2 separate regions of the Sus scrofa genome follow, and region 2 is linked to region 1. The links are chromatin contacts, called in public HiChIP or PLAC-seq maps. All regions are on one chromosome and are shown on one strand. The core of a region is the stretch at or near the end of the contact, and the rest is flanking DNA. Distances in the headings are between cores, read along the strand shown. Region 1 has its middle 16 kb from the start of IER2. Region 2 holds the start of LYL1 (protein lyl-1).

Evidence for each region. HiChIP or PLAC-seq counts read pairs in DNA pulled down with a chosen protein or histone mark.
Region 2: a contact with region 1 is called in an H3K27ac HiChIP or PLAC-seq map of skeletal muscle. The contact joins the promoter of LYL1 here to the enhancer-like site in region 1. A contact is called at or near these places in 7 of 47 Hi-C or Micro-C datasets (alveolar macrophages, blood, embryonic fibroblasts and 3 more) and 2 of 2 datasets of contacts at active chromatin or transcription factors (alveolar macrophages and skeletal muscle).

What each region holds. Positions count from the first base shown.
Region 1 is chr2:65,893,519-65,898,861 of Sscrofa11.1, reverse strand. No RefSeq gene overlaps it. Among named protein-coding and RNA genes, the nearest start is that of IER2, 16 kb to the left of the region's middle. Within about 2 kb of position 3,286, at least 53 of the 83 cell types and tissues checked have an H3K27ac peak or open chromatin away from gene starts, as enhancers often do. A contact at or near this core is called in alveolar macrophages, embryonic fibroblasts, liver and 1 more, where this site is marked.
Region 2 is chr2:65,949,048-65,954,730 of Sscrofa11.1, reverse strand. It overlaps LYL1 (protein lyl-1), which reads right to left and starts at 4,123. Exons shown (of 6, transcript XM_005652880.3): 1 at 3,179-4,123; 2 at 2,542-2,548; 3 at 2,119-2,233; 4 at 1,882-2,116; 5 at 1,707-1,798; 6 at 1-852. The coding sequence starts at 2,212. The coding sequence ends at 437. It overlaps TRMT1 (tRNA methyltransferase 1), which reads right to left. Exons shown (of 17, transcript NM_001243450.1): 17 at 5,408-5,584. The coding sequence ends at 5,435.

The DNA.
Region 1 (5,343 bases), core at 2,037-4,536:
GGGAACTTCCAACTTCCATATGCTGCAGGTGTGGCCCTGAAAAGCAGAAAAAAAAAGAAAAGAAAGAAAAAAAGGAAAAGAAACTGAGGCTGAGAAAAGGGGCTCGCCCCAGGACCCCCAAAGCCTTTCTTTTAGCCAGGGGGGCATTGGCTGCTCCTTGCTTTGCTTTGCATTGCAGGCTGCTAATGCAGGGGTGGGGCTACTGAGGAGGGAATGTACCAGAGAGGTCCCTGAGCACTAACTTGTCTGTCTCTGCAGCCTGGGTGCCCTCCCGACTCCCCTGGCCTCGTTCCCTTCTCCCCAGGCTCGTCTCTCTTTCTCAGGACTCTCTGGACATCTGTGGGAAGGGTGGGGGCATATGTGTTGCCCAACCTTCCAGAGATTGCACTGTGACTAAAGCCAGCCCTGTCCCTCAAGGCTCCTGAGGATGCACCCCCGGGGCCATATGTCCCAAGCTTGGGCCTGCGTTTCTGGCCAGACCAGGCAGGTGGGCTGGCAGGCTGGGCCCTCCCAACACCCTGAGCAGAGTCTTGGCCCAGCGGGACACATACACACACACACACACACACACACACACACACACACACACCTCTGGGAAATTCTCTGCTCCATCCTTTGAATGGCCTCTTCGTTCCCTCTGATTGTCCTGGATCACCCCTAGTGTACTGTTCCTGTTCTTGGTGAATTTCCCTCCTTGCAGTGACTCTGTATGTTCTAGAAAGCTGGGAAAAGATCCTCAGAACCATTTTTTTTGCCAGCCACCGCCAGGTTGGCCAGGTCTCATGCACGGTCTCCACCCCCTTCTCAAGGCTGGCGTGATTTCCTCCCCTAAACCTTCCTCTCCAACTCCTATTGTACCAGAGCCCATCCTGTCCCGTTGCCATGGCATCTGTGGTACCCAGAAGCCAGATGGTCTTCTGTTCCCTAATGACCCTTCCAGGCTCAGGCACTTCTGAGCTTGGCAAGAGTTTACTCAGCACCCTTGTGTCCCTCACATGCACCAAGGCTGTGTACCCCAGTGGCTCATCTGTCTCCCCTGTGACTCTGAGACAGGCAAGAACAACATTTGTCTGAATTTCAGATTTGAACCTGGGTCCGTGGAAGACTTGAAGCCTAAGGTCTTAAGAATACAATCATCAGAGTTCCCGCTGTGGCGCAGTGGGTTAGGAATCCCACTGAAGTGGCTCTGGTCACTGCAGAGGTGAGAGTTCAATCCCCAGCCTGGCACAGTGGGTTAAAAGATCCAGTTTTGCATTAACTGAGGCTAAGGTTCAATCCCTGGCCCTGGGAACTTCCATATGCTGTGGGTGTGGTCTTAAAAAAAAAAAAAGAAAAGAAAAGGAATGACAATAATCATAGCAGCTATTGCTTCTTAGTTTACCCAAGGAGTCCTCACCACAAAGATTTATTACAGCGCTGTCCTCATTTTGCATTGCAGAAGCTGAGGCCCTGAGAGACTGGATAAGTTGTCAGCTATATATAGTCTTTACAGTGGAAAAAGTGCCAGAGCCTGGATTTGAACCTAGGCATGCCAGAGTTTTCTTGACTCTTGACATTTGGGGCTGGATCATTCTCTGGAGGTAGAGATTGGGGTGGGGCTCCCTGGTGCTTCAGAGGATGTTGAGCTGCAGTCCTGACCTCCGTCCACTAGTGTTACCTGAAATCTGTGTTCACCTCTTGGTGGGAGTTGAGCCAAAAGATGCTACCAAACCAAAGATCCGGGAGAAGAAAGGATCTATTACTTGCAGCAAGTAAAGAGAACACCAAGGATCTTTCCCAAATCAGTGTCTCTCCAAACAGCAAAATTGGGGAAGTTTTAAGCTGAGGGTACATGCATATTCATGAAGGGGATTGGGCAGAGGAGAACGCAGTCTAGAACCTGGGCAAAGATTGACAGAGGCCAAGCTTTAGTTGACTGAAGTTGGCAGGGTCAACATCACCATTCGGTCCTCCTCCTGGGTGGGGGCCTTACTTCCTTCAGAACTTAAAGACATGTGTCAGATTGTTACGTATACTCCTGAGGAAGAATTAGGACCTTGTTTCCTTCTTCCTTTTTTTGGCTAGGGGTCAAATCAGAGCCACAACTGCTAGCCACCACAGCCACAGCCACAGCCACAGCCACTGGAACTTGGGATCTGAGCCGCATTTGCACCCTACGCTGCAGCTTGTGGCAATACCGGATCCTTAACTCACTGAGCCAGACCAGAGATTGAACCCACATCCTCATGGGTACTAATCAGGTTCTTAACCTACTGAGCTACAACGGGAACTCCAGGCCCCTGTTTCATCGCTGCACTATTGTTTCTTGACTGCTTTTCCTTCATTCCTGTGTTCCTTCACTTCCCTTTTCTATGTATTAATTTTTTTTTTTTGGCTGTGCTGCAGCATGCAAATGTTCCAGGGCCAGGGATCCACCCATTCCACAACAGTAACTAGAGCCGCAGCAGTGACAAAGCCACATCCTTAACCCACTGTGCCACCAGGGCATTCCTCTCACTTCCCTCAAGATCATTGATTACTGAGACCTGTTCAAGGGCAGGCATTGTAGCCAGGCTTAGACTGGAAAATGGCTTCGACCAAAAAAGGCTTCTCTTATGTCAAGAAAGCCATGTCTGGTTCTCTTTCTTCAGGGACCCCCTACCCTATCTGCTTACACGAGGTACCAGAGCACCTCCTCCTGCAGTCATGGCAACCAAAAATGTCCCCAGATGTGGCTACATGTTGAGGTGGGGTAGGGGTCAGGCTCACCACATAGGTGCCCTCCTCTCCACATGCCCCCTGCCCTGCTTCTCCACATAGGTAGCCTCCTGGAAAGTATCACTCTGTGTGTGTGTGTGTGTGTGTGTGTGTGTGCGCGCACGCGTGTATCTTTTTTCCTAATTTTTTTTGTTGTCGTTGTTATTGTTAATTTTGTGTGTGTGTGTGTTTTTTTCCAAAAACAGAAGTGGAGTCCTGGGGATGGAGGTTCTTGGCAGGTGACTAGCATCTTGGGGAGGGGTGTGGGGGGGCTGCCATTCTAGGCCATGTCCCCTTTTCTGGCGGGAGGGGTTCAGGTTCCCCAGTGCCTGGTGGGTGGAGACAGGCAGCTCTTTTCTTCCTTCCTGGTTCCCACGGGTGGGCGATGGCAGCAGAGGCGGCCCAGGAGCCAGAGGGCCGGAGGAGCCCCGACCTAGCCTCCGGATTTACTGGGCGGGTGCCCGGGTGTGTGCTCTGAGACCCCAGGGCCCTGTGGGTGTGGAGGAGAAACCAGAGGCTAAAGTAGGTCTCCCCGCCCGCCTGCCTGCCGCCCTCACTCCCCACCCAGCCCTGGCTGCAGGCCAGCAACTGCCAGAATGGTGACTCACAGAGTTGCTGAGTCCAGGAGAGAAACAGGGTGCAGTGTGTGTGGGGAGTCCCCCTCATCTGCACCTTTCCTAGCGCCCCCATTAGGACCAGGACCCTCAAGGCTACATTTTGCTCTCCCCACCTTCCACCCCTGTCAATGGGATTCCTTCCCTTGGCACCAGGCTGGGGCAGGAAGGCAGGGATGAGTGTGGGGCATGGAATGTCTCTGAGGCTGGAATATATTTAGGCCAGGATGAGAGGGTGTGTGTGTGGTGGGCAGCAGTCCTGGGTGCTGGCCTGGTGGGTGGGGGTAGGGGGGTGGGTGGCGGTGGTGGTGGCGAGGAGTGAGCCATTGTGGGGCAGTGCCTACCATCTCTCAAAGAGTTCCCGGGAATTCCCATTGTGGTGCAGCGGAAACGAATCCAGCTAGTATCCATGAGGATGTGGGTTTGATCCCTGGACTCACTCAGTGGGTGAAGGATCCGGCGTTGCCATGAGCTCTGGAATAGGTCGAAGATGCGGCTCAGATCCCAAGTTGCTGTGGCTGTGGCACAGGCTGGCAGCTACAGCTGTGATTCAACCCCTAGCCTGGGTACTTCCATATGCTGCGGCTGCGGCCCTAAAAAAAACAAAAGACAGAGTTCTCTGGTTTCCCAGGGGAATGCAGGGAGCTGGAGGCAGGGTGAGAATGACCAGGGGAGGCTCTAGAAATGGAGGCATGTCTGCACAGTACCGGACGGGATCATCTGCAGCGGAAAAGCCAGAGGTTCAGAGAGGTTAAGTGGCTTTCCCGAGGCTGCTCAGCGAAGAATTAAAGGCACCAGGGTTTGCCTGCTGGCCTGGCTGGCTGCACAGTGGGTGTGCTGTTTCCACATTCAAGCATGCATGCGTTCATCTGTGCAGCTTTGCGCATGGCCTAGCCTTTGCCTGGCAGGATGTGCAAGTGCAGCGTCTCCAAACCACAGCCCAGCCCCGGGGGCCACGTTCACTCATCTTCCCTGCAGGCCCTCGGGTTCAGAATGGTTTTACTTTTCTTTTTTTCTCCCCCCACTTCTGTGGCATTTGAAAGTTCCTGGGCCAGGGATCAAACCCGTTCCACAACAGTGACAATGCTTGATCCTTAAACTGCTGAGCCACCAGAAAACTCTGGTTTTTATATTTTCGCTTCTTTTTTTTTTTAGGGCCACACCTGCAGCATATGGATGTTCCTAGGCTAGGGGTTGAAGCAGAGCTGTAGCCGCCAGCCTATGCCACAGCCGCAGCAACACCAGATCCAAGCCGTGTCTGCAACATACACCACAGCTCACAGCAATGCTGGATCCTTAACCCACTGATCAAGGCAGGGGATTGAACCTGAGTCCTCGTGGATACTAGTCAGATTCATTTCTGCTGAGCCACAGGGGGAACTCCCCACCCCCCTCTATTTTTAAATGGCCATACTTGAGGCATATGGAAATTCCCAGGCTAGAGATTCCTGGGAATGTGCCTTCCCAGTGAACTGAGCTGCTGCAATCAGATCCCTAACCCACTGTGCCACAGTGGGAACTCCTGGTTTTTACATTTTTAAGCAGCTGAAAACAAAGGAAGAATATTCCATGAAGTGTACAAGTCATATGGAATTACAATTTCAGCCCTTGTAAATTACATATGCATGGTCATGCCCATTGGCGTCCATACTGTGGCTGCTTTTTTAAAAAAAATTGAGCTAAAGTACACATTCCAAGGAGCTCTCAATGTGGCTCAGCAGGTTAAGAACCTGACATAGTGTCCATGAGGATGCAGGTTTTGATCCCTGGCCTTGCTCAGTGGGTTAAGGATCTGGTGTTGCTGTGGCACAGGTTGCAATTGCAGCTCAGGTTTGATCCCTGACCTGGGAACTTCCATATGCTGCAGCTGGGGCCATAAAATTTAAAAAAAAGTCAGGGTCCATAAAGTGTTTTGTTTTTTTTTTAATGGCCGTACCCCTGGCATATGGAAGTTCCCAGGTCAAGGATCAAATCCAAACCGCAGCTGCAACCT
Region 2 (5,683 bases), core at 2,874-5,373, 55 kb before region 1:
GCGCCTCTTTTTCCAGCCAGGCAGGCCGCGGACACCGTCGAGGAGCGAGTTATCTCTGAATCTCCATGAGGGGGCGCAGGGGAGAAAGAAGGTTCTCCGGCCTCTCCCCACTTCATTCGGTGACCACCACAGAGCGGAAAAATGAGGCACCGCTTGGGTCCGATGACAGCTCTGATATGTTCGTTCCCGGACCTCGCCCCCGGGAGGGGGACGCGGACTTCTAGCGGGCGGTGGGTGATAAAAGGGTCTGCAGGGCCCCTGGGGGCGACGTCGCCCTTACAGACCCCCAGGCCCTTTCCCCTGAAGGGGACGTCCTCGATTGTCCCTCTTTGGGAGAGTTCGCTCCAGAGCAGGTGTTGCGCATCGCCCGCCCTTTCCTGGACGCCCCTGGGCTTAGTTCCCTGTGCCTCTCGGCTCAGAGGCAACACCGTGGAGATCACCGAACCTCCGGGCTCACAGCCGCTTGCTCTGTCTTGATGGGCCGGGCAGCACCACCGGGGCTGCCGTCGGGGCCGGCTACCGGCGCAGGCTGCGGGCGCGCCACCACCTCGGCCCCGTGACACAGCCCGCGGCGGGCACCGTCGTCCAGCCCTCGGTGCGCGGGCCGTTTGCGGGGCCCCGGCGAGGCGGAGCCTGCGGCCAGAGCTGCCGCCTGGTCGCGTAGCAGCCGCACCAGGAAGCCAATGTATTTCATGGCAAGGCGGAGCACCTCGTTCTTGCTCAGCTTCCGGTCGGGCGGGTGCGTTGGCAGCAGCTTCCTGAGCTCGGCGAAAGCACCGTTCACGTTCTGCTGCCGCCAGCGCTCCCGGCTGTTGGTGAACACGCGCCGGGCCACCTTGTGGGGTTGGTGCCCTGCGGACAGGAGCGGCAGGGTTGGCGCCAAGGCCCGGCGCGGGGCACCCCCACCTGCTCTTATTTCAGGCTCCTAGTGCCCTCCCTCATGGGGACTTCAACACTGGCGATGGGCTGGGGCTTTTTCTCCACCCAAGGGATCCATGTATAGGATCCACGTGTAGCTCTCCTTTCAGTTAGCAGCCCCCGCACCCTAACCCCCCCGGCTGCCTAGACAAGGAATATCACAGGCCCAAGCTTCTGTACCTCTGTCCATGGCAGAGGTTCCCTAGGGAAATGTTTCCTGTGGCTCCCGGTCTAGGGAGCCGTCCCTGCTGTTCTCATCCTGTGTGTGGCTGGGTGTGCGAGTTTCTCTCATTGTGACTTTGGTCCTGTTCAGGCCTCAGATGGCCATGTGAACTCCTGGTGTATCTAAATGGCTGTGGTGTGTGATCTTGCCATGTGGTTGTGGTCGTATGGCTAATTCCTGTGTGGCCGACCTCAGTGGCTGTGGTTGTCTATCTGTCTCCGGTGTGGTTGTGGTCCTGTGGCTATCTCTTGTGTGGCTGTCTCTTGCCTGACTGTTGTCCTGTGGCTGTTTCCTGTGCGGCTCTGTGTTTGAGTGGAGCTGTCATTTTGTAGCCCCCATGCCATATTGTGTTTTGCCATGACTCCTTGTGGCTTGATGGGTGGCTGTGGTCGTGTGGAACTGGCCATGGGTCTGTGGTTTTGCACATGGGTGTAATCTGAGTACTGAGCCCCCGTGTGGGCTGTCCTGTGTGTGTGTGCACTGGCAACACCTCTCCCTCTGGAAGGGTAGGGGACAGATGTGGGTCCCAGCAAAGACGGCTGTGGGAACACAAACCCATACTCACCCTCGGCCAGCTCCAGCTCACAGTGGCTTGGTCTCCGCTTCAAACGGCTGCTAGGAAAGATGCTGAAAGGTCCTGCTGGCCCAATGTAGAGGCTGTAAGGGGTCGTGGGTCACTAATGCTTTGTGGGTAAGGACCCTGGCCCCAGATTCCTCCCAGGTCCCAGTCCCCCACTGACCTGTTGAGGAAGGGGTGAGGGTGGTAATGCAGGGCCAGCGGGGGCGGGGTAGTTCCCAGGGTGGAGAGTTGCAGCAGCGGGGGACGGAGGGCACTTAGTTCCGTGCTGGCCATGGCTGCCCCTGGGGGCCTGGTGTGGCCCAGGCTGATCACTGGCACACCAGGGGGCAGCCTGGGTGGTGAGGAGCCTCTGTGGCCCACCTCCTCTGCCTTTGGGGGCCCCGGTGAGGCAGGCTTGGGGGTGGGGCAGGCACTGGGCTGGGGGCACACACCATCTTGGCCTTCTCCGTCATGGTGGGGCCCACCTCTGCCTGGGCCTCGGGTGGGCACATGGACCCCAAGGAGGAGCTCACCTGTGCGAGGAAGGAAGCCAGTAGAGTGGGGAGGGGAGAATCAGAAGCTACCCCCCACCCTTAGTCCATTTGAGGGTCCTCAAATGGGAGAGCAACGTGGCGTGGGGGAGGGGGGGAGGATGGCAGTTCAATAGGCAAAGGCTGATGGGGGATGGGTCCAGAAACTACCAGGACATGAGAGGGGGTCCAACACAAGGGCAGGAGGTGCCGGGCAGCGCTGAGCTCAGCAGTAGTGCTTCTGAGCTGTCGGTGAGGCTTCAGCTGTGGAGCCCCTGAGCAAATTCCCTTTTTCCAGAATCCTCTCTCACCTGGAGCCTGGAGGGAGGGACAAGGAAGGAAATCCTTGATGGACCCTGTGACCCCAGAAGGCTCCCTGTGACCCTCAGATCTGATCCCGAGATTCTTCATTGATACCATGTGACCTTGGAGTCCCTCCACCGTTTTGACTGCTCCATCACTGACCACTGTCCCCAGGCTGACCATGTGGCCTTCAGCTATAACTCTGAGGCTCTTCCCATTGTCTCCATGTCAGACTCTGAAAGTCCTCCGTAATCACTCCAATGACCACTCCCCCTAAAAACATCCCCCTTACTAACCTTGCAACCCCACCTCTGACACTATGACTCCAAATGCTAGCCCTACTGCCCAGTACAAAGTCAGGTTCCAGTCCTCCCTCTGGCTTTGGTGTCCTCCCACCCTCCCTACCCCATTAGCATTCACCCCTGTGCACCCTACTCACACAGCCCTGGTCCCTCTTGGCCCCATGGCCCAGCGTCCCAGCAATGTCTGGGATTCCTGACCCATCTGCCCTGTCTTCCCTAGCTAGGCAGTGGGGAAGCTGGCCTGACCTCTTACTTAGTGGGCCCCCCAGATGAATGAAGGAAGGAACGAATGAATGAATGCAGGTGGGTCCAAGATCCCGCTTCAGGCCCACACCACTCTTACCCCAGCACTGGTCCGGCTGCCTGCTGATGGGCCCTGATTCGGTCCTTCAGGGCCAGGATGCGGTTACGGCTTCAGGCAGGCGCTGCCACCCCGCTCCGGCCTCTGCGCTCCTTACCGCTGGCAGCTGGCCGCCTTGTCTGGGCCGTGGCATGGGGCCGCCTCTCTTCTTCGGCTCCCAAGGGCCACCGCGGCGGCAACAGCGTAGGTCCCTCCAGGGAAAGTGTGCAGCTCTGGGCCGCCCGCCCTCTCCCCGCCCCTGGCGGCCTGGTTTCCTCCCTCTCACCCCTGGCGCAGTGGCCAGAGGATGCTGGGCTAGTGCAGATAAGGGCCTGGCCGCGCCTGATAAGGAGCCGGGCTGACCCCGGAGGAAACCGGCAGGCGGGCAGGCGGGGATCTCCGAGCGCGCGCGGGCCTCATGGCCCCGCCCCCCGCTGGCACATGCTGGACGGTCTGTCACCCCTCAGGGCCTTACCTTCCGTCCCCCAGGCACTAGAGGATCCTGGCCCTAGTGCACACCCCTGGGCCCGAGGTGCCCAGATGCACACAGAAGAGAACCAAGGTAGGGCTGCAGTGGCCCCTATGTCACTCGGGTTTGTCCTCCAGCTTTGAATACCCCTTGCTGTGTCTGTACTCATGAGGGTGGAGAGCCCTTTCCGGCCCCGCTGGGGCCTCGTGACCTGGGGCCCCCTTCTCCTCACCCTGCCTGGTTCCTCTTTCTACAAAGTGCTTCCCGCGCCTTTCTGCCAACCCCACCCCGGTGTGGGGCACTGACTGGAGGGCAGTTCTGCCAGTCTGGCCTTGGGTGTCCACCCTAGGCAGGTGTCTTGGGCCCCCAGTGCACCATCCTCACCACCTTGCCAGGCCTAGGAGGGTGAGAGGAAGTGCCACAGCTGGGGGAGATTTCCTATGGTGCCAGAGCTGGCAGAACTTTCTCTAACAGGTGCCCCCAACAGGTTCCCACAGTCCTGGGCCTCTATATCACAGGATCACATAGTCCCAGCTTGGAGATCCCTGGCCCTCATCCCACGGTGCTGACCACTTCAGGGTGGGCAGCGACAAAGAGATGTGGAGTAAATAATCTTGGAATGGCGGTAAAACTCAAAATCCTGCCGGACCTCACGAAGAGAGGGCCACCAGATACAACTAAGTAATCAGTGGACAACACTGTTGTTTATCCCCAGCACCCTCCCACCTGGGTCGGTCAAGCTCTGCCCAGTGTGTATCTGGGTGACTGCAGGAGCCGCAGGTAGGCCCTCAGCTGCCACCATCACCACCCTCTTAGGAATCAGGTGAGGCTCAGGACCCCACAAGCCACAATCCTACTGTCCCAGAGAAGCAAGAGTACAGTCCTAAGCATCTGTTAACAGTGGTATCCAAGCTAATAGGATGGGTTCTGGAATTAGGTTCATTTTACAGATGGGGATGAAGCAAGGTGAAGGGTGCTTGCAGGTCCCACAGCTACCACGTGGCAGGATGGCGATTGGGCCCCAGGCCTCTCTGTTAACACACCAGCCCCCTGCCCCCCCCCGGGGGGGAGGGGTTGCAGCAAGCTGCCGGGTGCCTCAGTGTGCAGCCTGAGGGGCCGCAGGGCAGGAAGCACCTGGTCTGGAGCGGATGCGCAAGGCGCCTGGTTCCGGTCTGGCTTCCGCCAAGGCCCCAGCGGGGAGCCGGGAGCGAGAAGTCCATATGGGGGCGCGGTGGCTAGAGCACCCGCCTGTGCGCGTGCCCGCGTTCTGGGAGCACTGAGGGATGCTGGGAGGATGGGAGGAAGAGGAAGGGGGTAAAGGCCCTCGCGGGCGTGAAAGCACGGCTGCCGCCCCGTGGCCACCTCAGGAACCGCAGGTGCCGGCAAATGGGTGGCTGAGCACCTTGCAGGCAGATGATCAGCTCCCGCCTCCCCAGCACACAGAATACTCCATTCAGAAACACTGACAGGGAAGTTCCCTTGTGGTGCAATGGCTTAAGGATCCAGCTTTGCCACATATGTGGTGAGGGTTGCAACTGCAGCATGGGTTCAATCCCTCGCCCAAGAACTTCCACAAGCTGAGGGTGCAGCAAAAAAAAAAAAAAAAGAAACACTGACACACTGACAGGACCTCATTCAGGCCGGGACAAACCAACCCCAGAGGCACAGAGCTCCCCATGGAGTTAAAACAGATGGACAGACCCCAGACAGGCAGCTAGAGAGATGAGCAGAGCCCCTCAGGCAGATAGACAGACAAATGACAGTCAGGGGAAGGTGAAAACTTTATTCGCTCAATCTATGCCTAGACCAGAAGCAGCCCCAGGCCCAAGGGGGTTTTGACTGGGGGCCTCTGGACAGTCAGTGGGGGTAGCTTCAGCAGTGGCCTTGGGTGTCTGGGAGCTATGCGAGTAGCAGCACTGGTCCCCCCGTTGACAGGTGCCCTGGTGAGAGGTATGGTGGGTGTGAATGAACCCAGGCCTGGAACTTGGCAACCTCTGCTGGGTTCTTGTCCTAGATGGAGAGCTCACTCCCACACACTC